Regions from separate parts of the Mus musculus genome. Here all the other regions are linked to region 5. The links are chromatin contacts, called in public Hi-C, HiChIP or PLAC-seq and promoter capture Hi-C maps. All regions are on one chromosome and are shown on one strand. The core of a region is the stretch at or near the end of the contact, and the rest is flanking DNA. Distances in the headings are between cores, read along the strand shown.

Region 1 (4,821 bases), core at 1,797-4,296, 2.6 Mb after region 5:
TGCTTATTTATTTATTTATTTATTTATTCACTCATTCATTCATCTAGTGCAGGCTATGCCTTTAGAAGTTTATTCTCTCCTTTAATCATGCTCATTCCAGAGATCAATCCCAAATCATCTGGTTTGATGGCAAGCCATTTCTCTGGCTCTCCCGGCCGTATTCTTATGCTCATCCCTAAGGCACAAAAAGAACCTGAAACTGAGAGCTATACCTCTTTTTTTATGATTCTTATGGTCATGACAAAGACAATATCTTTCGTAAGGGTCTCTTTGTATCTTTTGTTGCCTAATTTGTTGAATGTATTCTTGGGTACTATCTTAAACCAAACCTCGACAATTCATTTAATTTCTAAGCTTCATTACTAAGTACCACATATGATGTTTTCATCTAGTTTTTAAAAGCTAGAACAGGTTAGGAAGCAAAACTTATACCAACACATTGCCCAAATCTATCACATTGGCATAGAAATGCTGCAGAAAGCATTTGCATCCAGCAAAGTTGAACTCTGCTTGCTTGCAGGCTGTTCAAGCCCTCAACAGCCAGAAACCTCTAAGTCTTGAGGCCTTTACAACATGGTGCTTCATAATATTGACATAGACCCCAGTGCTAAAGCTTCTGCTCTCTGGCTGACATAGCTAGGAAGTATCATTTACTTAAAAGAACGAAATTTCAAGGCAACATTGGATGGTTCTTGGGTTTTATAACTTTACTATTTCAGTGTTCTATACTAAGTGCAGTTCGACTGAGTAAATGTTTATTGGGTGTATTTCTTTTTAATGTGTGTTGGTTGGTACTTTCACATATATAAAAGACTGTGTAAGGGACTTGGGTGAATATGGAATTCTTACATCATGTTTGTTGTTCACCATGACAAAGGAGAAAGAAAACACCAATGGGTTCGCAAAAACAATAAAATCTTTCATTGTTCCCACCACATAAGCAGAGTCACTGATCTATCAGGGCTACCAGACAAGGACTGGGGAGAATTGTTTCTTCTGGCAGTCCAAGTAGGAGCTGAAGAGGACCTATAAGTATAAAACCTGCAAGCATCTGGGCCAAGTTACAGTTGTAATTTTAACCAATCAGGACTTGGGGATTAGGGACTTCCCCCAGTGATCCATCCTTATCAAATGACATTGAATGTAAATGATGTGTTTTTGCCCAACCAATCAAATTCAGTTGCTCTTTCTGTTGTTAGGAACAAGAAAACTTAATTAGTTGGGGCTGGCAAGAATGCCCAGAAAGAAACTCTGAGCTCTTTTAATTCTTAAGTGTAAAAACATATATACAGACAGATAGACAGACAGACAGACATTTGGATGGATAGATGGATGGATGGGGTAGAGTCCAACCACGACACAATATCACACCATCTTTATTTTCTCTGGCATTTTTTTAATAGACAAAAGTTCTTAGAGAAAATAGCCTCAAAGAAAAATGTCACAGAAAATAGGAGTTACAGAAGGATGTTGATATTAACTTCAAAGCAGAGCTGCATTCTATATGCTCATTATAAGTCCAAAACAACAGTTTCTCATAGCTTTATCTTATCATAGTGCACAACTGTGGCTTCACCCTTGGACCTGCATGCTTTTCCTTGAACACAAATTTGTCCCAAACCTATTCCTCTTTTTAGTATAATTATGAAAGCTCATTGTATTTCTTATTATGCAGCCATTACTTAAGCTCATTGCATTTCTTATTATGCAACCTTTACTTTCTATTATGAGGAGTGGGCACATTCTATTCTTGATTCTAACTTTATTATATCTTTCTAGCAAAACAACTAAGACCATCTTTTAAAATTTTCTTCCTCATATCAAAGAAAAAACTGAGAACTGGGATAAGGGAGGCACCCAGGAATCAATGGGGATGACCTCAGCTGTGACTCACAGCATTGGGGATGTGGAACTTGAAGAGGCCACCTCTTGTAGCCAGGCAGGAACCCCAGTGGAGCAATAGAGACACCAACCCACCCACAAAACTTTTGACCCAAAATTTATTTTGTCTACTAGAAATGCAGGCATGGGGAATGGAACAGAGTCAGAGGGAATGGCCAACCAATAACTGTTCCAACTTGAGACTCGTAAGCCCATGGGTAAGCACCAATCCTTAACACTATTAATGATACTCTTGTTATGCTTGCAGTCATGGCTGTCCTCTGAGAGGCTCCACCTAGCAACTGACTCAGACAGATGCAGGCAACCACAACCAAACTCTGGATGGAGGTTGGAGATTCTTATGAAAGAATAAGAAGGATTTTGGCCCCTAAGGGGATAGGAACTTCACTAGAAAACCAACAGAACCAACTAACCTGGACCCTTGGGGTCTCTCAGAGACTGAACCACCAACCAAAGAACATGTCCTGGCTGAACCTAGGCCTCGCTGCACTTATAGCAGATGTGCAGTTCTGTCTTCATATGGGTCCTGAACAACTGGAGAAGGGGCTATCCCAAAAGCTGTTGCCTGTACATGGGATATGTTCTTCTAGCTGTGCCGCCTTGTCTGGCCTTAGTAGATGTGCCTACCCTCACAGAGACTTGATGTACTAGGTTGGTATTGAAGCATGCAGTGGTCCCAGCTGGGTAAGACCATTGATGGCATTTCTAGTTTGACAGCTTGCTTATCACATTGCAATTTCATGAATGCTAGTCAGCAGGCACGAAGCTTCTAATTCAGGTTCATCTTGATTTTTCTGTGTCCTATGTCCAAAGTGTGTGATGTCTGTAGTATTGAGTCTTCAGATCAAGTTCTGGTGGGCAGCCAAAGGCAACAGCAATAGCTTGCATTATTTCTGGGGCCTCTGGGATCTCCTTGGCTAACATGAACTCATAGGGAATGATAGAACAGCTGGCATTGCAAATGAAATCCCTATTTCAAATAAGCAGCAGAAAATGGCATCATCAAATAGGTAAAAATTGCTGTAGGTTTTGTCCTTGTTTTTGATCTTAAAGGTATAAGAGATTGGAGTAGAGAGAACAGATGATTTCAGAACACCAATGTAAAAAGGTTCAGTTTTTCTATGAGGAAGTGGGGTATATGGGTATTTTAAACAGTGTATGAAATGAAATTTAAGTCATCAAGGCAAGATGTTTGATACTATCAATGGAGCTGCTTCCTGTGCAAAGAAAAATTAGGTAGAGAGTAGCATCCCTGGAAGAAGTATGAGGATTCTGTTGTCCTTAGGGAAAGAACTATCCTGAGAGAAAAGTGTCTACAACCCCAGATAATATGAGCCAGAAGAAGGCAGCAGGGCTTTTTGCTTGCTATCTGGGGTTAATTCTGCACGAGCAAACACAGCTGCTAATAATAGGAGGACAGCGGTTAGAAGGCCCCTTAAGACAAAGAGGTGTGGATTAAAAAGAGAAATGACGCAGGCCTAGAAAAATAGCTCAGTAGTTGAAAACACACTGGTTTTGCAGAGAAACCATATTCACTTCCCATCCCCCATTTTGGACCGCTATCAATCACTTGTGACATTAGCCGCCAGGAAATGTGCTGCCTCTGGCCTCTGTGGGCACCCACAACTCACATGCACAGACCCACACACAGGAACATGATTAAAGTAAATAAATTTAAAGTGCCTATAGAAGAAAAATGATATTCAGACTAGAGCTTAGGTTAAAAAATGGGACTTCTGAACTGGAAGACTATGACAAGAACAGATGTATCACAGTTCCTAAAAGGCACTACAGAATTATGTGTGCTATTATTTCCCCTGGCTTTAAAAATCACATTTTAAGCAAAAATCAATACACACGTAAAACTATGCATGTATATGTATATATGTATTGGAATAGGAGTAAATCACTAAATCCTGTATTTGGGGAATTAAAACTGATAAAGTTTTCTTTAAATGAGAGATTATTAGGGGTGTTTGTGTTGCCTAATGTAAGTGACTGTCTACTTACTTTCCTGTTGCTGTGACAACACACACACCATAAGTGACTTAGGGGAGGAAGGCTTATTTCAGTTCACAGTTCCAGGGTATATCTCTCTGTCATGGTGAGAAAGGCATGGGGCACTTCAGAGTGCCATCTCCCTGGCACCTTACCCATCTAGGAAACAAATAATAAGACTGGAAGCAGGGGCTGGAGAGATGGCTTAGCAGTTAAGAGCACTGACTGTACTTCTAGAGGTCCTGAGTTCAAATCCCAGCAACCACATGGTGGCTCACAACTATCTGTAATGAGATCTGATGCCCTCTTCTGGTGCGTCTGAAGACAGCTACAGTGTACTCACATATAATAAAACTTAAAAAAAAAAATAAAATAAAAGGCTGGAAGCAGGACCATATAATAGCTCTCAAAGTCTGTCCCACAGTGGTGGCCTGAGCCACTGCTGAGGCCCCATGTTCCAAAGGTTTCATAATTTCACAACACAGTGCCATAACCTGTTCAAAGATATACAAGCTTATGTGGGGAGACATTTCACATTCAGCCTATGATGGCGAACCATTACAGGTGTCAATAAGTGATGTTAAAATAGTTTCTGTTGGATAGAGACAGTCCTGTGACACAGAGGATCAAAGTGAGGAAGTAATAAAGACAGAAAGTCAATATTTGCTTAAGTAGAAGAGGATTGACAGCCGTGAAGCATGCAAAGGAGAAGCCACTGCAGAGGAAATTGTCTGGTCACATTTGTACAATCCAAAGCATGTAGACCTCAAATACATTTAAAAAAAGCCCCCCCCTTTAAAAAATACTTATTTAGTGGTGTGTGTGTGTGTGTGTGTGTAAATGGGATGTGTGTTTGTGTATGTGTGTTTGTGTGTGTGTGAGTGCAGGTGGTGTGTGTGTGCAGGTGGGATGTGTGTTTGT
Region 2 (5,390 bases), core at 2,118-4,617, 2.9 Mb after region 5:
CAGACCCTCATAAACTTGGCTTTCCGATTAACTGTGACAAAACCTACTCTCTATCTATCTTCAACTTGTTCTACCATGTAAGAAAATTGGCATATTACTATCCTAAAAAAGGGTTAATTTTTTTAGGAGAGAAGACAGATTAAGCTTTTGGATATGAAAATGTCCTTTCATATTAAACTATATTATGTGGTTTCGCTGTAAGATTTCTTCAGCTCCTGTGCACGAAACTATGGACTATGTAATATGTACACTGAGTACGCATCCCCTGCACAAAGCTATGAAGGATATTATTGTAATGCATTATGAAAGCTGCAAAACTAAGACAGAATTACTCATTACTAATAAATTACTGAGTGCAGAAAATCATGCAAAATGCATATTCTTTCCACTATTTTCCATGACTTCTAGACATACTTGACTTTATATAAGTATGCAAATTGAGTTCAAATAGGTCTGCTCAGACACAATCAGAAACAAAACCATATGAGCCTAATATTGGCCAGCAAATAGTATGCAAATATAATTAATTATATGTAATATTTCATAGTGAACTAGTCATATTCACCTTTGCTAGGCATTTTTCTAATCAATGAAGTAAATCAGAACAATTAGTGCCAGATATTACCTGTGGTACTGGAATGAATAATTCAAGCCTATCTGAATGATCTCTTAAAGTTAACCAGTTTTTAAAAAATATAAATTTTATTTGATCACACATCTCTAAAGAATTAAAAGTTTGAGAACACACTGAAAATATAAAAATCAATTAACTTGTTAGTTATATATAGGTATTATGCTTATATAAAATGAATAAGAAAAAAACTAAAATTTTAATTTAGACATATCCACTGCTTGCTTAGAAAAAGCTTCTTGCTTGTTCACAAAACAAGAATCTACTTATTACATAAATTAAACAAGAATTTTTTTTTTTTCGAGACAGGGTTTCTCTGTGTAGCCCTGGCTATCCTGGACTCACTCTGTAGCTCCTGACCAGGCTGGCCTCGAACTCAGAAATTCGCCTGCCTCTGCCTCCCGAGTGCTGGGATTAAAGGCGTGCGCCACCAAGCCTGGCTTTAAACAAGAAATTTTTATGAGCCATGCAAAGGACCTTACACTATTCAAAGAAGCAGGCCTTCAAACAGTTATTAAAAATGATTATTATACTCTGACATCTCATGTCTTTATCTAGGAACTGAATTAAAAATGTGTATTAATTGTGTGAAACAAAAGGTCAAGGCAAGACAGAGGGAAACTATTCAAATTATCAAGACCTCTACTTTTAACACAGTTATGAATTCTGTAAAATGGAAAGAAAAGTCTTAAGTACATTTCAAAAGTGAAAGGTGAATTTTATGGATTGACCAATAACAATTTTATGGACTGACCAATAACGATAGCTAAATTTTAGAACTTGATGGTTGGTAAAGGAAACAGAATAGTCATGTACCTCTTATTAATAGGTATTAATTAATAGGTATTCTAGATATGTGTCACTGAGTTATTTCACTGTTGCACAAACATGGTAAAAGACCACCAATACACATTTATAAGGCATGGCCTAAATATGATAAGAGATTTGGTAAACAACAGCTGTATGAAGATACTTCTGGTTTTACATGGCATATACTATTAAGCTTGTGTTTTGACTATGAATACAAGTGGTAATGATAAAAGTATGGATCAGTAAACAAATGAATCATTAGTAGTTTATTTGTGCCATCCATAACAGTATGTGCTATACTTTCATATGCTGCTGCTGTGTAGTTATGACACTGTGGCAAGTAAGATGTCACTAGGTCACAGGAAGAGATCATTCATTCAGCTTTCAGTTTAGTATGATCTAACTGGATCAGCATCACACACGCATCAGTGATCAAAGCATCATTTTGGGGATATGCCTGTTATGTCAATGGAAGAGATCATTTTTTTTTTTCTTTCTAGCACTTTGGCTTTGTAATAAAGGCTACTATTTCTGAAGCTCAATAAGAATTTACTGAATAAACTATCGTGTAAAATAGTCTACTCTTAGGTTTCACTTCATGAAAAGCCTAAAGCAGTAAAATGCAGAGACACAAAGAGAAAGGTGCAAAAATACTTGTCAGCAAACTGGCTGCTCTTCGTTTTAGTGATGACGCATTCCTCGTTTATGTAGTGAATTCCAACAGTACTTTCCTATTTGGACTATTATTAGATGGTTGCTTCTCCGCAGGCACCACGTCCTCATCTTTGTTCTGAGTGACAGTCAATCCCTAGCCCCGTTATACATGTTTGTTTAAAATGGAATGAATGAATGCATGAATGAATGCACTAGCTACAAACTCTCATGTGACTATCTCAACGGCACAATCTTTTTCCAGCCATCAGTTAGCTTTACTTTTATTTTCTTTTAATATGAACATAAATGACGTCTTTAAAAGGTACCAATACAAACGAGAAAAAAACAAAAAACAAAAAGGAACGTTCCCTGAATTCCCACAATTTCAGAAGAACTTAGTCAAATGGGCATTTACTCGATCCCACAACCTAGCTTAAGCTCCTGAACCAGTTGCTGACTCACTTCGTTATTAGATCCGTGCACATCATTACCTCCGATTAAAATAATAATAATAATAAAATTCTCAACGGTGCCTTTCTTTCTTTTTTTTTTTTTTTTTTTTTTTTTTTGACGCCACAGAAATGTGCAAAATAATCACGCCAGACAAGAACAGGCCCCTCAGCCTACAGACATCAAAGCTGACAAGAACGCGTCCGGGAGCGACTCCGGGATGCTCTCTCTCTATGGGGGGTTCTGACAAATCCTACCGTAAAGTTCCGGCTGCCTCATCACGGAACCCCGACCGCCACAGGTCTTAGCCTGCGCGAGTCGCCTGCGGCCACCAGGGACCAGGGCCGCAGAACCTGAGGCCCCTCTCCCGCCGCCTCCAAACCTACGCCCCCACCCCCAGCTTCGGCGGCTCCGAGTTCCTCACCGTGTCTAGACTAGGGGGGAGCGGCCGTGTCTCGGGCAGAGGCTGAGGCACGCACGGAAAGCCGAGCCCGCCGCGCCCAGGCCGAGGAAGGCCCGGGGACCGAGCCCGCGCGGCACGGAGACCCCCGTTCGCCCCAGAAGCCCTCCACAGAATGAGCCCGCACGAGCTCGTCTCGCGAGATTCCCGCGTGTTCGCGGACCTCCAGCCGAAACCTCGCGGCCTCTCCGCCAAAGGGGGACTGCGGCGGGGGTGGGAGGGGATGGCTCCCTGCCACCTTCCCGCAACCCCAGCGCCTGGAACCCAGGCCCACCCTGCCAATCACCGACTGCAGTCCCACCCGCTGCTCCCAGACTTCCGGAGTCCGACCGGAACAGGAAGCTGCCAGGCGCAAGAGGGGTGGGGCTTAAAAAAAATCAAAAAATGCGCGGCGACCGCTGAAGACAGAGGGTGGCTGGTGTCGGTGGTCGCTGACAGGCCGGCTCGTCGGCATGGATTCCACCGCCTGCTTGAAGTCCCTGCTCCTGAGCATCAGTCAGTACAAGGCCGTTAAGTCGGAGGCGAACGCCACTCAGCTGCTGAGGCACTTGGAGGTAAGGAGGTTCGGGGTGCGAGTGGGTGTCCCCTCCTTCGGTCCCCTCCTGTTTTCTTGTGGGGCCGGAAGATGGAGGTCTCGCCCTGGGCAGACCTGCAGCTGCTTCGCTGTCCTTGCACTGGCGACAGCGACTGGGTGTGCGCAACGAGTGGGTGCCAGGAGGGGATTGTGTACGGACCCAAACCAGGAGGCTTTGGGGTGTATGCGAGCGCAGTGTGTGTGTGTGTGTGTGTGTGTGTGTGTGTGTGTGTGTGTACGGACCCAAACCAGGAGGCTTTGGGGTGTATGCGAGCGCACTGTGTGTGTGTGTGTGTGTGTGTGTGTGTGTTCCGGATCTTTTTTTAAGGTGCTGTATTAGTCAGGGTTCTCTAGAGTCACAGAACTTATGGAGTATCCCTTTATATTAAGTGGATTTATTGTAAGGACTTAAAGTTTCGCTCCTACTAACCCAACAAGTGGGGAAGCTAGCTGTGACTGGGAAGTCCAGGAATCTAGTAGTTGCTCACTCCCTCAACACTAGTTGTTTTCGCTGGTCATCTGTGTAAGCGGGAATCCTGAAGAAGTAGGTTCCAACTGGAAAGTCAGTGTAAGCAGGCAAAGAAGAGTGAGAATTCCCTCTTCCATTGTCCTTATGTAGTCCTCCAGTAGGAGGTAGAGCCCAGATTAAAGGTATGAATCACCACACCTGGATTTGGAACTTGCAATCCCAGCTGGCCTTGAACTCAGGAGACTTGTCTCATTCCCCTGGGATTAAAGGTATGTACTACCTTGCCTGGGCCTACGCTTTTCATGGCCACTATGCCTCGAGATCTGGATCAAAAGCACATCGCCCCATGTCTGAAGCCTGTGTCTTCCAGCCTCAAGATCTGGGCAGATGTGCCCTCCATTTCTGGATTTAGTTCATTCCAGATGTAGCCTTAGTTGACAACTGGAATAGATATCACAAGTGCCTATTTTCTATGTCTGTTTTGTTTTCTTTGTTGAATATTGAGTGGCTTCATTCACCGAAGATAATCAGGGCAATTCATTCAGGTTGTATGTATAAACAGGACTCCTTTTTTTATGTGTAAGTATTTATGTAGATATTTATGTAAGTGTTCCACGGATCCAAAAATACATTTGGATTGTTTTCAGAACTGTGTGGAATTAAGAATAAGTGCATTCCAGTCATATATTTTTATTATGGTTGAACGCAACCCTCTTTTATAAACCTACCAGTAGAACTATCAGGTCTTAAGGGCTTATGTTCCTCTTTTTGTTATTTTAATATTCTTTTAAATGTTTGTCTGTGTGTGATGTATGCGCATGTGTGGGCAGGACCCTCAGAAGGCACAAGGCTCTGTTCCCTGGAGCTGGTCTTGATAGCAGCTGTGAACTCCTTGAGGTACTGCTACTCCAACTCAGATTGTCTGCGGAATAGTGCATGCACCTAGCTGCTGAGCCATCCAGCCCACATCCAGTAATGCTTCATGTTGCTAAAACGCCTTTCAAAAAGACCTTGGCATTACGTACTAGCAGTGCATTGATTTTGCCATCGCGCAACCAGGCCCATCCTTAGTTCTTAGTATTTACCGTTTTTGAGGGTGATGTAGTTTCCGAGGATACACAAATATTTATCATGAGAGACACGATTAGTCATTCGTCTGCACTGCTGCTGCAGTGTGACTTTATAACCCCACACAGTGTGACTGCAGTGTGACTTTATAACCCCACACAGTGTGACTGCAGTGTGACTGCAGTGTGACTTTATAACCCACACAGAACCTGTGCTTGGAGTCATTTTGCTCATGTTGGTCTAGTCTGATATTCGATGTGATGGCATTTCACAT
Region 3 (5,383 bases), core at 2,044-4,543, 2.3 Mb after region 5:
TGACCCCAGGAGCTGTGTCACCGATTACCAGCGTTCCCTTGGGACTCCTCATGTGTGTCCAAATGGGGTGGAAAGTTTGATCTCTGATATAAAGAAGTTTTGTTTTTGTTGTTTGGAGTTTTGTCTAGAATATTATCAGCAAAACTTTCCAGCTCAGTGGAGTTTTTACTAAGGATTTACTTGGAAATGATAGAATTCATTGGCCCATAGGTGCATTGGGGAATGTGTCTCTTTCCAGGTGTACTACCCTGCAGCCTCGTTTATATGTTCACAGTTCTTTTCTTTTCTTCTTTTTTAATTTATTTCTTAAAAATCATTTATTGTAGAATAAAAAATAAAACCAACAAATGATGGCTATGTTGACAGCTTATCAGGCTTGCTGACATCTAATTATTTATGTGATGGGTGTTTGGTCCTGCTACCCTGGCTGAAACTCTCATTATTCCTTGCAAACTTCAATCTCGAGACAGCAGCCTGAGCTTGATCTGTTCACTGCATTTCCCCCTTGGATTATACAGATTCTCTATTTCCAGAGACTAAAAGGAAAGTTACACAATTTAAATACATGGAGTGGACCCACTCCAAATATGTGGAATGAATCTTCAGATATCTTGTGGAGGGCATGGACTCTGGCATGCAGAGATCGGTAGCCAATGCTCCTTGAGATGCCACTTCTGAATTGGGCTGCTTTATGAGTAGGCGAGATAAATTTACAAAGGAAAGTGGGGTTCTGAGCTCATCTCCCAAATGTACTCCTGTAACAGGAGAGACTTATGCAGGTTCAGGGGCTAACCTCGGGTCACAGGATAACTAATGCCACGGTGGTAGTAGAATCTGCCTTCTGACCCATTTCTCAAATACACCCTGCTTTAGCTAGTGCTGTTATCATTTACTCCAGCTGGAGACATTAACTCCATCTTCCTTATCCACTAGGAGGTCAAATATATTCAGTGTACTTCAAAGCCATCCCCTGAACAATGCATGTGCCTGACGGGCTCTGTCTTCTACCCATCCCCCAAGGTTCACTTAAACCCCACTAACAGTCTTCTCCGTCATTTCCTATTTCTCTCTTTTCAAAGCAGGGGTTATTTTTATTAGTTTTACATATGTGTACGTGTGTGTGTGTGAAGGGAAGCCATGTGTATGCATGCTTGTGAGTCCAGAAGACCGTCAGGAGCTGTAGTTACAGGTGTGAGCAGTTATGGGTGCTAGGAACTGAGCCCTGATCCTCTAAGAGTTGAAGAGCAGCAAGTGCTTTCAACTGCTGAACCGTCTCCCCAGCCGTGTTTCCTTCCCCTCCCCTCCTGTTTCTAAGATTTCATTTTGAGTTTTTAAATTGTGTGTGTGTGTGTGTGTGTGTGTGCGCGCGCGCGCGCGCGCGTGGGCGTGAGCATATGAGTGTAGATGCTTTTAGAGGCTAAAGGCATTGGATTCCTCTGAAATTGGAATTATGGGTACTTGTAAGCCATCTAAAATAGGTGCTAGGAACTGAACTCAGGTCCTCTGGAAGAGGAGCAAGTGTTCTGAATGGCTGAGCCATCTCTTTAGCCCCATTTCCCTTTTAAAACTCATCTCTATGTATGTTTTCAACAAAGTAATGGTGTCCTTTTGGGCAAAGACATTCCAATTCTTCAATAATCAATCCTCAGTCTGTTCAAAGAATCTCTGCGTGTATTTTTTTTTTTTTTTTTTTTTTGCTTATTTATTTTTACTATACAATGTAACAATTCCAGCCTGGCAGTCACAACATACCTTCCAAGTCTCCATGTCATTAGGATTCGATTTGTGACATGGCACAGGAAAAAGCTATCAGTATCTTATAGAAGATGCAAATTTGAATACATTAAAAACAGCTATGAAGTAGGAATTCCAGGACAATGTAGTAACCCTGTGGTCATCAGTGTCTAGAGCCTCTATCTTACTACCCTTGATACATGGCTTGAATTCTTTTCTTTTCTTTTTTAAAGATTTATTTATATTACATATATGAGTTCACTGTCTTCAGACGCACCAGAAGAGGGCATCCATTACAGATGGTTGTGAGCCACCATGTGGTTGCTGGGAATCGAACTCAGGACCTCTGGAAGAGCATTTGGTTCTCTTAACCACTAAGCCACATCTCCAGCCCTCTTGCACTCTTTTTATTTTTTGTTTTTTCAGTGCTGGACCTCACACATGCTAGACAAGCCTTCTACCACTGAGTAATAATGTCAGCCCATTGTTTATGTTAACAGCATATATAAACTATATATTATTAGGTAATGATGGACTTCATTATAACATACTCATACATGTATGTAATGAATCCCGATCATTTTCATCTCCCTGCTACCCACACTGATCCCTTTCCTCTTTCTAAATCTCTCTTCTGCTTTCCTGTCTCTTCTTGATGACGCCATGAATTTCATTAGAATTACTTACTGGAGCATGGATACAGCTGTGATTTCAGGAGCGTGGGAATATTACCATAGCTACACCACTGAAGAAAATGTCTCTCCTTCCTCTAGTAACCATTAACAACTGCCTATAGATTCCCAAGTTACTGGGCTGCAGGAATAAAACAGAATGCAGAGAGCATTCAGAAGGGGCTGCAGTCTCTCATTTCGATTTCCCTGTCATTTTCCATTTGTCTTCACATGGGAACAGCCTTCATGACAGTTTTAACTCTCAGGACCAAGACCCCAAGCCACACTGAAAGGACTGGGGTTTATTACCTCCATTTGAACAAGCCAGCATTTTAGTTACAAAATTAAAGTTATGCAAAGACATGTGGTACAAGCAGAGAGGACATCCCAGCAGAATTGACTGATGGTCGGGTCAACTCAGAGACATGGAACAATGCTGGAGAAGTTGACCTACAAGCAGAGTAAAAGATGGGAATTCTAGTCTGAAGCCCTGACTGAAAGCATCTCTGGGCAGCATTCGCAGGACCATAAGTCTCAAGGGTTTTGGAATTCTGTGGGGTCCTGGCTCAAGAACACTGTGCCCTTTAGTAATGGCTCCTTGTGTGGCATGAGCTGTGACACTAGTCTTTGTTTCTCATTAATTCCCAAAGATCTCCCTCACTTTCTCCCTGGGCATTACACACTGCAAAATGTGAGGACTGGGCTTTACCACAGCACCTTCGTCACCAGGCAGCGGACCGATTTTCTTTCCTCCAGATGGTCCTCATAGACTAGCCAAAGAGGAGACCAGGCTGGCCATCTGTTTCCTGTTGTCTTTTTAAGTTGCCTGGCCACTCAGCAAGGCTGACATAGCCCAGGGCACCAGCTGTCAGCCTTAGCTGCCCCCAGTTGGCCTTGCCATACTTTGTCATAGTAGGCTGGATAGGACAGGGGCCTTGCTCAGAACAGTTTGACACTCATGAGGAAAGATGGTTTGTTCCTCGTCCGTTCCAACCAGCTTGCCTTATGGCAAATATAAAAGATGCTTCCACGTCCTTAATGTCCACAAGCTAGGGATGGTGGTGGTGATTTGGGGGAGGGAAAAGGCAAGGATTGTGTGGGTAGGCAGAACAGATTGTAACATAAATCTGAATTAATGTATCTGTAAGAGATTTGATTATAATTTACAATTTACCCTTCTGCTTTTGGTTTGCCTCCTATTCTTTCTAATTATACATGTATTTATTTACAGACAAAATAAGGATATAGTCTTGGTATAAGTTTTGTACACACAGCTAGAAAATTAAGACGATCACCTACTATCCTGCACACCATAAGGAAAACTACTATTTATTTTGTTAAGTCTCTGTTTGTTAAGTGCTCTGTATGCAGAAATGCCTTAACTACACCCTCTATATTGTTTCCTCTGTGGGCTTTATTTCTTAACATCACAATATCAAATATTAAACACTTTTGATGAGTAAGTAACATCACTGTGCATGACTATAGCAGAATTCGTGTGGCTATTCTTTAATTGTTGGATGTTATTTTTTTCCCCATTTTGTTTTTATGTTAGATCATTCCATAAGGAATAGCCACATATAAACCACATTTAAAGTGTGTCTACTTCCTTGGCATAGGATGAAGATATCAGTTCTAAGGGACTGGTTACTGCACTGTTAAATTGCCTCAAGAAGAGTATCAGTGTCTTCATTGCCTTTAGTGGATTACATTGCCTTCAACAAGAAATTGCCTGTTTGCGATCTTCCTTCCTTCCTTCCTTCCTTCCTTCCTTCCTTCCTTCCTTCCTTCCTTCCTTCCTTCCCTTTGTCCTTCCTTCCTGATCCATTTTTTTTTTCTTCCACAAGAGCCATCACCGAAGGATAGATGTGAGCTAAAGAAGCTAAGACTGATACAAAGAGCCAGACACTCATTTCTGCCAGGTTCCCATAGTGACCTGGAGTGTAATCCGAACCTGACTCAGCAGGAGGAAAGGATGGTGATAATGCTTCATCCTGTGCCTGAGAGGGATCCACAGAGCTCTGCATCCCAGGAGGTGCTCCCTTTTGAACAATCTCCATTTCCATTAGCCAACTCTGCGGGTATCATGGCTGGCTCTGGGTCTTTAATGGCTGCTTTCAGTGGCCAGGTGGTCCCACCTACGGGGAAGAGCACAAGTGCTCCGCAGAGTGGAGAGTTGTTAGCCCAAGTTGGGCATGGTGGTTGGCTCTCAGAATAGAGATTCCTCAGGGGTACTGGCATCTTGTTGAGCATCCAGGCTGCTTCATGAGTGAGGGTCACACACCAGCCTTTTGTGAGCTTGCAGAGACAGTTTAGAACGCCCCAAGTTGATGCTGTACAGTCATGTTAGACTGTTGTTACAACACTCACCATCTTCAGATTTATGTTTATTGAGCCTTTCAAGTATCCAACCTGTCAGTATAGCCTTTCCACCTCCTGCCTGGCATAACCGTACTGTCTTCTCTGTGGGACAAACCAATTCTTGCCAGGTTAGCTCTAGTCTAGTTCCTTCAAGTCACATGCATTGGCAATCCTGGGCTGCATTTGTCTTTGTCTTTTTTTATATCTCTATAAAATTCCAAATGTTAGGTCCATAATAATTATCACTGATGTCAAACATTTTGTCACGTGATCATCTTCACTCTTGTATTTTCTCCCTAACTTGTCTAGATAAGCAAGTCTGGTGGCTTCAACAGCATCACAGTTTTGTCAAAAAGAAGCTTGAGTCTTTGCTTTATGCTTCTATTCCATTCCTTTCCTTGAGCTCTGGCCCTTCATAGCAAAAGTCCACTTCATTCTCTAGGCAAAACATGACTCAAAGTCTGTCCTATCAAGATCTGAATCTGTTCTAGCATTCCCTGTCTACACGACACCCTGTGACGTCCTTTCTTCTTATATCAATCCCAGATCCAAATTTTCCATTGCTCTAATCTGTCTGCTTATGTTCGTTTTTTTAACAGTTTTATCTGTGCCCTCCT
Region 4 (4,999 bases), core at 1,205-3,704, 2.2 Mb after region 5:
CGCAGGTATAAATTTTTTTTTTTTTTTTTTTCTGAGACAGGGTTTCTCTGTATAGCCCTGACTCTCCTGGAACTCACTCTGTAGACCAGGCTGGCCTCGAACTCAGAAATCCTCCTGCCTCTGCCTCCCAAGTGCTGGGATTAAAGGTGTGCGCCACCACCGCCCGGCTATAAATAAATCTTAAAACAAACAAACAAAAAGATCTGGCTGTAGGACTTAAAAAGAATTCTGTTCTGGGGTGGGTGGTGGGGAATGGGGAGGAGGGGGTGGGGAATGTAGGGTGGGGGTGAGCAATTTACCTGGGGATTGGACCTAGTTCACTCAGTATGCTAATCAAGCACTCTACCACTGTGTGGTCTGCCCCTGTTTATTTCAGACACTTAGTTTGTCTAGTACAGGCTAGCTTCTAACTTGAGATTCATTTACTTCACCGCTCCATCATACTAGCTACAGGTAAGTCACAGGTCTTACCTCTATGAGGTGGCAAGTGTAGATCTGAATCCCACAGTCACCACTTCTTTTTTTTTTTTTTTTTTTTTTTTTGGTTTTTCGAGACAGGGTTTCTCTGTGTAGCCCTGGCTGTCCTGGAACTCACTCTGTAGACCAGGCTGGCCTCGAACTCAGAAATCCGCCTGCCTCTGCCTCCCGAGTGCTGGGATTAAAGGCGTGCGCCACCACACCCAGCTCAGTCACCACTTCTAAACGCACAGTCTCTCACTTCACATCTCTGGTCTCTTGCAGAGAAGAGCCCAAAGGAACTTTTCCTGTTTGCTTGGTTGGTTGGTTTTGTTGTTGTTGTTGTGTTGTTTTGTTTTTGTGGGAGAGGGTGGTGCTGACATCGGAAGAGAGAGTCTTGATCTTTATTTTAAGCCAAGCTTGATGTTCATTTACTGGACAAGCAAGTTACCAGTAGTTTCCCACAAATCTTCGTCATCTGCAAAAGGGAAACCAACAGCGACGGAATTTTATTACCAGGATTCACGACATACTCAGTAGACTTTAAAAACTTTTGGGGGGGGAAGGAGGGAATGTCTGGTGGTGGGTGGGACGTGCATTTAGTCCCAGCACTCAGAAGGCAGAGAGGCAGGAGGAGCTCTGTGAGTTCGAGGCCAGCCTGGTCCAGGACAGCAGGCTACACAGAGAAACCCTGTTATCAAATACCAACCAACTAGCAACGACAAAACCTTTTAACAGTTGGCAGAAAAAAAAAAAAAAAAAAAAGGGCTGGTGAGATGGCTCAGTGGGTAAGAGCACCCGACTGCTCTTCCAAAGGTCCAGAGTTCAAATCCCAGCAACCACATGGTGGCTCACAACCATCCATAACGAGATCTGACTCCCCCTTCTGGAGTGTCTGAAGACAGCTACAATGTACTTCCATATAATAAATAAATAAATCTTTAAAAAAAAAAAAAAAAACAGTTGGCAGATAGAAAGTTACAGTTTTGAACCAGGCTCGGTGGCCTGAATTCCAGCCCTGGGGAAGCTAGAAGATCAGAAATTCAAGCCCTGGCCAGGTGTGGTGGGGTACACCTTGAATCCTAGCAGTCAGGAGGATGAGACAGGAAGACCTCAGTATGCTGCAGGTCCGTGGAGACTTCAAAAAAGGAGGGTTGGATGGGGAAGAATTAAAAGAGTTGTAATTTTATGGGCTGGGATTGTAGCTCAGTGGTAGATTGATTGGTGCACAGAAACAAAGCCCAGGGTGAGCCCTGAAACCACCAAAACAATGCAACCCCCACCCCCTGCCATCTCATGGAAAAGGATTTCTGGAGCAACTGGGTTGTTTTCATTCCTGTTCAGGATGCTAATTCCATTAGATAAATTTGCAGTCTTTTCAGAATTCTCTAGGAACTTCACTTTCCCTTAGCAATATTTAGGTTCTTTCTTTCTTTCTTTCTTTCTTTCTTTCTTTCTTTCTTTCTTTCTTTCTTTCTTTCTTTCTTTCTTTCTTTCTTTCTTCCTTCCTTCCTTCCTTCCTTCCTTCCCTTTTTTTTTTTTTTTTCTTTTTTCTAAGATAGAGTCTCACTATGTAGACTAGGCTGACCAGGAGCTCAGAGAGATCCACCTGCCTCTGCATCTCTAATGCTGGGATTAAAGGTGTGTGCTGCCACGCCCAGCAATAATTACAGTTTTAAATATCCCAGATCTACAGTTGCCAGGAGCAGGGGGTAGCAGCTCACACCTCTAAATCGCAGTATTCCGGAGGTTGAGACAGTACAATATACAAAGCGCATTTCTGGCCAGGCAAAGAAATGATAAACTCTGCCTCAAAAACAAAACAAAACAAAACAAACAAAAAAAAATTCGAGGAAACAAGCCTAATAATTAAACCACACAAAAGGGGATTTTATTAAAATCAGCCACAAAAGGAGATTTTAGCATCACAATTTTGTTGAGGGTGGGACCAGAAGGGGAGGGGAACGGAAGAGGGCCTCAAGACAACAGGAAGTAGGAGGAGATTTTGAAAAGCCGGCTGAGGTCAGAGGTCTTTTGGAAGCTGGGAGAACTTTCTTTCGGAGGATTCATCTATTCTCAAGATGGAGACTGCTGGAGACAAGAAGGTGAGAACTGTTTTTACAATTTGGCTTTCCAAATGAGGGCCCCTCATTTTTGAGTATAGCCAGCCATTGTTTGGAGAAGAGAAGAATGAGCGTTACAATTTGTTACAACCTTAATTGTTTTTTTAAAAAAAATTATTATTTAAAGGCAGGTGTGTGGCTTGGCGGGCCCGCTCGAAGTGGCCTTGCGCGAGACCCTGGGGCCCGGGTGTAGATGTGTTAGGAGAGGAGGGTGTGTTTTGGAAGGAATGCTTTGTTAGGAAGGAATTTAGAATCCCGTAGCTGGTCCCGGGATAAAACAGGGTATAAACTGAGGCTTTGGGTAGCCTCGGAAGGAGTCCCCAGTTAACCTGAGAGGACCCGAGGGCTTAACCCAAAAGTGCCTGCTACAGGGCTTCCAGGCCCCTTAATTTATCCATAGGCCCTCAGAATCTATGAATTTTGACATGGCAGACCTGCTGGTTCCTAACTGTAGTAGCCAGGATAGGATGCTGAGCACTTTCCTGGACTCCTCCCCAAGAAACCGCCAGCCATTTTCATCTTTCTTTATTGTAAGAATTTTGTTAAGTCCTAAAGTGAATCCTTTATAAAGAGGTTGTGCAAAAGTAAATCTTAGTCCTTGGGAAGCCGGTCCCTATTGTGATGGGAGAGAACTGAGGTGTCAAGTAACAGGAAATGCTAAATTGTCACTTCCACAATTGCGGGGGTGGAGGAGGGGGGGGGTGGAAAAGACCTAGGTTTTGGAGCTAAGTGACCTGGTGGTTTTACTTATTTATTTAGTGAGTTATTGTTTTGTTTCTCTGTAGTCCTGGGTACCCGGGACTCGCTCTGTAAACCAGGTTGGTTTGCCTCCCGGGTGCCACCCTCTCTTTTCTTTCTGAAACAAGGTTTCTCTGTAGCCCTGGCTGTCCTGTAACTCACTCTTGTAGACCAGGCTAGCCAGGAACTGAAGAGATTCGCCTTCCTCTGCCTCCCGAGTGCTGGGATAAAGGCATGTGCCATGACCACCTGGCTTTAATAAGCTTTTAACTTTTGGCCCTCCATGTTGAAAATACAGTAGTGGTTCTGAAGTTATATAAAGATTAAATGAGGCAAGGAGTGTGTTTAGTCGTGTATATGCTGGAAGAGGCTTAATATTTGTTAGGTTTTTTTTTTTTTTTTTTGGTGTGTGTGTGTGTGTGTGTTTCTTTCTGTGCTTAGGGATTTTTTTGTTGTCGTTGTTGTTGTTCCCTTAATTAAACTGAATATTTATTATCCATCCTCAGCAATAAAAGGGAGAGGGACCCCATTCTTATGGAGTTTAAAATCAGATGGAATTAATTGACACATGGAAATGAGGTAACATGTGGTAGATTTTTGAGATTCCAGCAAAATAACCCTTGAATTGAGACTCGGAGGACAGTGAGGTGTAAGAACTGAAGGAGGAGTGGGTGGGTCCTAACACATCACCAGGCTGTTTTAACAATTGGAAACTGTCCCTAGGCCATGTCTGAGAGGCTCTGAAGGGAAATCAAGCCACGGAAGTGACAGTGCCTTTGGTACATCACTCTGGCTACAAATTTCTTTGGGTGAGCCTAGAACCAAGGACTAGGGGAAACAGTTTTTGGGTGTGAGACTACAGAGTAAGGTTTTCTTTGTCCAAGAGTGGACCACTATCCGGTTGCTTTCATTATCTTCTGTTGCTCTGTTCATACCTATTTCATCCTTTAGTTTTATCCTGTAGCCTAAGCTTGGGTAGAGGAGGCACCAAGGATGTGACAGATCCGTCACATCCTTGGTGCCTCCTCTGCATTCACTGCACAGGTGCTAATACAGCTTCAGTTTGGATTTCTTCCTTCCTTAAGACAGTCCCATAGGGGGCGGGCCTGTGGACCAAATCCCAGCACTTACCCTGAGGCAGGCGGGCCTCTGAGTTCAAGGCCAGCCTGGTCTACAAATCTAATTCCAGGACTGCCAGGGAAGCTACTTAGAGAAAAACCCTAGCTCTAAAAAACAAAGACGAAGATAGTCTTACAAGTCTGGGCTGGCCTGGCCTTGGTCCTAGCCTAGGGTTACAGTTGTATGTCACCAAGCCTGTTTCTTTTTCTATTCTTTTTTTTTTTAAGATTTTTTTTTCATTTACATTTCAAATGCTACCCCAAAAGTCCCCTATACCCTGCCCCCACCCTGCTCCCCACTTCCTGGCCCTGGCAATCCCCTGAACTGGGGCATATGATCTTCGCAAGACCAAGGGCCTCTCCTCCCAATGATGGCTGACTAGGCCATCCTCTGCTACATATGCAGCTAGAGACACGAGCTCGGGTACTGGCTAGTTCATATTGTTGTTCCTCCTATAGGGTTGCAGTTCCCTTTAGCTCCTTGGGTACTTTCTCTAGCTCCTTCATTAGGGGCCCTGTGTTCCATCCAATAAATGATTATGAACATCCACTTCTGTATTTGCC
Region 5 (5,126 bases), core at 1,221-3,720:
ATATTCCTTAAGTACAGAGTCCAATTTGTTACACCCTTCTCAGTTTCTGTGGCAGCCACTTGTGACTCACAGGCATGCTCCTGCCCACAGTAGAGGCCATATTGGGGATGATAAAGAGCAATCATGTCATTCTTATCTGTGACCTTGGACCACTGCATCTGTACCAAGAAGTTTTTCTCCTTTGTTTGGCAGGTCAAGTTGATGTCAGAACCAGGTAGAGCATACACGTCATCTCCAACATTGAATAGCTCTTCCCACACTCCTGGAAAGGAAAGATGTGAATAATTAGTTTGCGTTATTCCCCTGGGGTGCCCCTATAGGTTGCACACTGTGTGTGTGTGTGTGTGTGTGTGTGTGTGTGTGTGTGTGTTTAAGATAAGTAGAAGAAATTGTTGACACATGCCTATTTCTGTTTGTTGGTCTGTCCAAAAAGTAACTGAGGGTCACTGATGGTGAATAAAATTAAGTATCTTTGAAGACTGATATTTTATTATGTTTTTACCTATATGTACGAGTATCTGTCTGTTTGTGAATATGAATGCAAATGCCCACAGATCCATCATGAACTGGAATTACAGCTGGATATGAATTGCCAGATGTGGGCACTGGAACCAATCTCTACAAGTGCAGCAAGTGCTCTTAATTGCTGAATTCCCTCTTCAGCCTCATAACTTAAGTCTGTTTAAAGACAGAAGTGCCCCAGCAAACTTAGCATGAAGTCGTTAATACACATGCTTACTGTTGACCTTTCTGCATCTACATATATAATAACTAGTCTAAGTATAATAGTTTTCTTTTCAAACTTTATTTGCAAGTCTGTTATAATAAAGTGGGCTTTTATTTTAAAATATTATGTGTTTATAAGAGGCTTTTATACGTGCTATCTTTTAAATCTTCATGCTTCATAAGATAATATTATTAGGCTCCCTTATCAAAAAGGAAAGAAAAGCAGTGAGAAATGAAGTAGAGCATTCAGAGATGGACTCCCTTAAGAGAAGATGAATTCTCTTCACAATCAGTCACATCTGTAGTTTTCCTTTAGCATTAACTTCGCAACTCCAAACTGCTTCCTACATTCAGTCTGGCTGAGTAGAATAAGAAACTTGACATTCTCTCTGAGGATGAAGGGACCTTCATCTCCATGTAGTTACATCTCCCAAGGAGAAAGGAGCAGGTGCCTCAGGTAAATGTTCCCTAGGGTATCATCTCTAACCAGCTCATGAAACGCTAGATATGAAAGGTTCTTTCTCCCATCGGCAACCTGACTGCATGGTACAGACCACTCAAAATTTGTTCAGCACTGGGCCTTTGATATGTCTTCAGAAATGCTTCAGATGCCCTTTTCAAATTTACCATCACAGAAGTAATACATTACTGGGACAAGTCCCCCAGAGCTCACAAGGGAATAGATAAAAAGACAGCAAGCTGCTAAGAAGAAACAAAGACACTTGATGGATAGGAATTATTATACGTTTGTGGATGCACAGAGTTTGTGTAGACAGAGGTTATACATCTGAATGTAACTCCCCAGGAGTGACCCTTCAATAACATGCATCCGAGCCTATCTGGATCACCAGTTCCAACGTGTCTTTGATTCAGAAACTCTAGCGATCTTCATTGCCATGCATAGCTCGGGTTTTCAGCACGAATCTTGTATTGCGGGGTTCAGAACTAAGCTTTCCTCCTTCCATTTTGAAATGGACCTTTTAGGTTTCATTTCCCATGGTCATAAAGGGCTCCCCTTGGCTTTGCAAGGTACTCCTTGTATGTAACTGAGTTAGGCTTAACATAAATCCAACCACTAATGACATTAGTATTAGGGAGGAGAGACACTTGTTTGTTAATTTGAAAAGAAATGCCTGAGAGAGGATTAAAAGCTGAGCAAGGCTTTCTGACCACGGACATGATTATAGGGTGTCTTAGTTTTCTGCCGTTGTCTTTATAATGATCCAGGAACATTTCCTCTCCAAGACACACAATTTTCCCATAATTCAAGACTCTTTGAAGAGGAGAAATGGTAAAGAGAGACAAGAGCAATGGCGCTGTTTGTTTCCTCCTTAGGTTTTGTGCTCATTAGGAATCCTGTATCGACTCTAGCATCTTTCCCGTAGCTGCCACTTAAGCAGCTAACTGACAACCTTAGCAACAGCTTGTCCTTCAGTGATCGACTCCTGCAGCAGTCTTGAAGCATTTCAAAGGAGCAAAGGGTCCCTAAGCAGCCATCTGAAAAGACCAGCGTGAGCGGAAGTCTTACCCCTGAAAAACTGTATCTGGATGATGGTGTAAACAACACAATATGTCCATTTTCTCCCCATTGTCTCCCGAAGAGCTCACGCCAGCATTTCTGTAATGATCACAGGAGGCGATTGCTGTTTCTAGCTAAGCAAACGCTAGCCACCCTATTCGTGCTCAAAAACCTCAACTCTACCACAGGGTTGGGGCTGTTGATCGCTTGGCAAGTCCCCAGGAAATGAAATGCAGACAGGAAAGTAGTGTGGTTCAGGGCTAAGTATAACCTTCACAAGAACAATGTGGAAACTGTTCTCTGAAACCTTGCGCCTGTCTCACCTTTAAAAGACGCTTCCATATCCCAAGATTCTCTCCTTCAGTTTCTTTGTCAGTCAAGCTGCTTCTAAAATCGAAACAAAGGAAACTGTGCAGAGAAGTCCCCTTGTGCTTTTTATACATTTCCTTTCAAGAGCACAAAGTCCTTTAGCAAACACGAGCTTGCTGCCTCTTGTAATAGCTTTTCAGTCCAATCATAAGATATATTTTCTTTCCTGAATAGCCCCAGGGTGAAAGAACAATGGTTAACATATTTGATTTTAATAAACCCTGAAGAATAACTGGGAGTAATGTCAGCTATCCAACTGAATTTATTGTCTAGTTCCTTGTAGGTAAATCCACATTTCTGTGGAGGGGAGAAGTTAGGGGGTCTTTCCTACCCTTTGTCCTTACCAGTTTGGAGACCAAATGGGGAAATTGCTCACTGTCACAGCTAGGAGGCGTTTTAAATGAAGGTCTAAGAGCTTTATCTGGCTAATCCAAAAACCATAAAGAACTAAACTACACAGAGTGTCGGTGGGTATGTTAAGTCAGGTGGTCCTGATGACTTTTCCAGGGAGGGTTAGCAATTCAGATCCTTGAAGGGAGGACAGGAAGTGATGTAACTGCTCAGGGCATCTTTCTTCATCGCAGCTGGGAATTCTGTTAAGTCAGTGATGGGACTTAATAAAGCCTTCCAGGAGATGTGTTAGAAAGACTCTGATCTGTGACTTGGTGTCCCTATTAGACGAAGACAGATTATATACTTGGAGAGGAACTTTGTCACCTCTTACTACACCTGTTGTAAAACTGCAATAAAAACCCCAATTTACTGAATTCTTACTTGGAGTACTTAGACTCTTACTGCATTAAAATGAGGAAACTTTTAAAAAGAGAGCAGGAGAATGCCTCATTAAGACGAGAGAGTGTGATTTTTCAGAACTAGAGGTTCACTGTTCACAGAATCCCTGCCTTTTGCTAAGGTGGTTTATTAGAGGCACTTGGGTGTCGGTTGGTCCAATCTGTCTTAGCTATTTATTTGATTCATGGTTCATGATTCTAATACCTAGGAATTTCTGTGGCCTGAACCCATCAGATTTTTACTAATTTTCCCTTGGGATCCATCTAGACTCTTAGAGAAGACACTTCTCAGATGGCTGTGCCACACACGTTGAATGCATCTGTTATTCTGAAGTGGCAAGACCCAAGTGACAGCCCCTCCATGGCTGCCTGCTTGCAGCAGGTGGCAGCAACAGCCTGCAGACCAGAATGGCTATCCCAGGTGGTGGGAATGGCCCCCACAGCTTTTCTGTCTTGGTAATATTTTCTAAAGGCCCTTTCAGCAGGGGGATAGGCATTCTCTGTACTTAAAAATAACTCTTCTATGAAGCCATATCAATCTTTCCTGTTATCCTCTCTGCTCACCAAATCCCAAACCGCACAGCCTTTCTTCTGCCTGATATTCCAGCCTGCTGCATATGAAACAGAAGCTGTCAGTTTCACAATGTGAAGAGCAACCTTGAACTTCTTGAACTTCTGAGACAAATGCGATTATTTACAAAGGGGAGCTAGAACACACACACATTCATTTCTGCTAGAGAAGCAAGCCAGGACTGTGTTTGGACAACGTTTTTAAACAGTCTATGCAAATTACTCAATTCGAAGAAGATGCTTTGAGAAGTGGAAAGGTGAGCAGGAGGTAAACCCCCCCCCCCTTTTTTTGTGGTTCTACAGTGATCAATTCAAATATAACTAGATTTTTTTTTTTTTTTACCTACTCACATAAATTACTTGAAGTGTTAGGCTTTGTGAGCAGTTCCCAGTGTGCTTGAAAACACAGCACTCAAGGATTCGGTTAATTAAAAAATATTTATTGTGACCTTTCAGGGATCACTAAAGACATACATCTCTAGGTCATTTTAAATATAATGGAAAAATCATGGGCTTTCTTCTCCAGAAACCTGACATTCTGCTTGACATTATTCTCAGGAAAGAGAATCCTCCTGTGTCACAAAATGAAACAAACCAAGCTAAAGTTACACCCAGGTAATAAATAACTCTCCCTTGAGAGACAAAGGACATGCAGGAGAAAAGGGGGAGAGGCCTAGGGAGGGAGTGGCCAGGATCCTCTCAAGTATGGAATCTGAGTTTGGCCTTATGCTACAGAAGTCATCCTGGAAGAGACTGTTGAATGAGTTATTCCAGCAGAGGAAGTAGGAGATACCAACACTTGGGAGCCCTAAAGTTCAAGGCAGACACTGTGTGTGTGTATATGTGTGTGTGTGTGTGTGTGTGTGTGTGTGTGTGTGTGTGTGTGTGTGTGTAAACTGTTTGAGGCAGTTGCTGGATGAGAAACAAAGCTACAGAGAAGCAAGTTTGTAATACAGAGAACTTTCGAGTCCAGACTAGAAAGCATGGCTTCTCTTCTTCACTTGGAAATTAACATAGGTCTGGTTTTGTTGTCTTGTGTTTGTTTGTTTTTCTAGAATTTGCATAATGTGATATTGTTTTATCATAAAGAAACATTGAAAAGATGATCCAGATGTCCATGGGCAAGGTGAGTGAACGAAAGATAAAAAGGG

The links. Promoter capture Hi-C pulls out the DNA fragments that hold promoters and counts their contacts. A called contact is a pair of places that touch in the nucleus more often than the background predicts. HiChIP or PLAC-seq counts read pairs in DNA pulled down with a chosen protein or histone mark.
Region 1: an H3K27ac HiChIP or PLAC-seq map of regulatory T cells shows a contact between it and region 5, with 41 times the contacts expected there. The contact joins the enhancer-like site here to the promoter of Cd96 in region 5. A contact is called at or near these places in 7 of 39 promoter capture datasets (the 3T3-L1 cell line, cranial neural crest, embryonic stem cells and 4 more), 6 of 484 Hi-C or Micro-C datasets (CD8 T cells, cardiomyocytes, cerebellum and 2 more) and 7 of 115 datasets of contacts at active chromatin or transcription factors (T-cell acute lymphoblastic leukemia, double positive thymocytes, memory CD8 T cells and 3 more).
Region 2: a contact with region 5 is called in an H3K27ac HiChIP or PLAC-seq map of double positive thymocytes, with 28 times the contacts expected there. The contact joins the promoter of Cip2a here to the promoter of Cd96 in region 5. A contact is called at or near these places in 4 of 39 promoter capture datasets (3T3-L1-derived adipocytes, cranial neural crest, hippocampal neurons and 1 more), 2 of 484 Hi-C or Micro-C datasets (CD4 T cells and CD8 T cells), 5 of 115 datasets of contacts at active chromatin or transcription factors (T-cell acute lymphoblastic leukemia, double positive thymocytes, epiblast stem cells and 2 more) and 1 of 9 other capture datasets (liver).
Region 3: a contact with region 5 is called in a Hi-C map of cerebellum, with 4 times the contacts expected there. The contact joins the enhancer-like site here to the promoter of Cd96 in region 5. A contact is called at or near these places in 4 of 39 promoter capture datasets (cranial neural crest, hippocampal neurons, pre-B cells and 1 more) and 1 of 484 Hi-C or Micro-C datasets (cerebellum).
Region 4: a promoter capture Hi-C map of stem cell-derived epiblast-like cells shows a contact between it and region 5, with 6 times the contacts expected there. The contact joins the promoter of Dppa4 here to the promoter of Cd96 in region 5. A contact is called at or near these places in 7 of 39 promoter capture datasets (the 3T3-L1 cell line, the C10 cell line, cranial neural crest and 4 more) and 2 of 115 datasets of contacts at active chromatin or transcription factors (T-cell acute lymphoblastic leukemia and embryonic stem cells).

The regions. Positions count from the first base shown.
Region 1 is chr16:48,668,470-48,673,290 of GRCm38.p6, forward strand. No RefSeq gene overlaps it. Among named protein-coding and RNA genes, the nearest start is that of Gm41458, 57 kb to the left of the region's middle. Within about 2 kb of position 3,047, at least 39 of the 459 cell types and tissues checked have an H3K27ac peak or open chromatin away from gene starts, as enhancers often do. A contact at or near this core is called in CD8 T cells and regulatory T cells, where this site is marked.
Region 2 is chr16:48,990,821-48,996,210 of GRCm38.p6, forward strand. Cip2a (cell proliferation regulating inhibitor of protein phosphatase 2A) reads left to right here and starts at 3,368. Exons shown (of 21, transcript NM_172616.2): 1 at 3,368-3,559. The coding sequence starts at 3,458. Dzip3 (DAZ interacting protein 3, zinc finger) reads right to left here and starts at 3,322. Exons shown (of 32, transcript NM_001110017.2): 1 at 2,970-3,322.
Region 3 is chr16:48,369,423-48,374,805 of GRCm38.p6, forward strand. No RefSeq gene overlaps it. Among named protein-coding and RNA genes, the nearest start is that of Gm5485, 40 kb to the right of the region's middle. Within about 2 kb of position 3,294, at least 9 of the 459 cell types and tissues checked have an H3K27ac peak or open chromatin away from gene starts, as enhancers often do. A contact at or near this core is called in cerebellum, where this site is marked.
Region 4 is chr16:48,281,281-48,286,279 of GRCm38.p6, forward strand. It overlaps Dppa4 (developmental pluripotency associated 4), which reads left to right and starts at 2,455. Exons shown (of 7, transcript NM_028610.2): 1 at 2,455-2,561. The coding sequence starts at 2,538.
Region 5 is chr16:46,117,778-46,122,903 of GRCm38.p6, forward strand. Cd96 (CD96 antigen) reads right to left here and starts at 2,471. Exons shown (of 15, transcript NM_032465.2): 1 at 2,255-2,471; 2 at 1-262. The coding sequence starts at 2,315.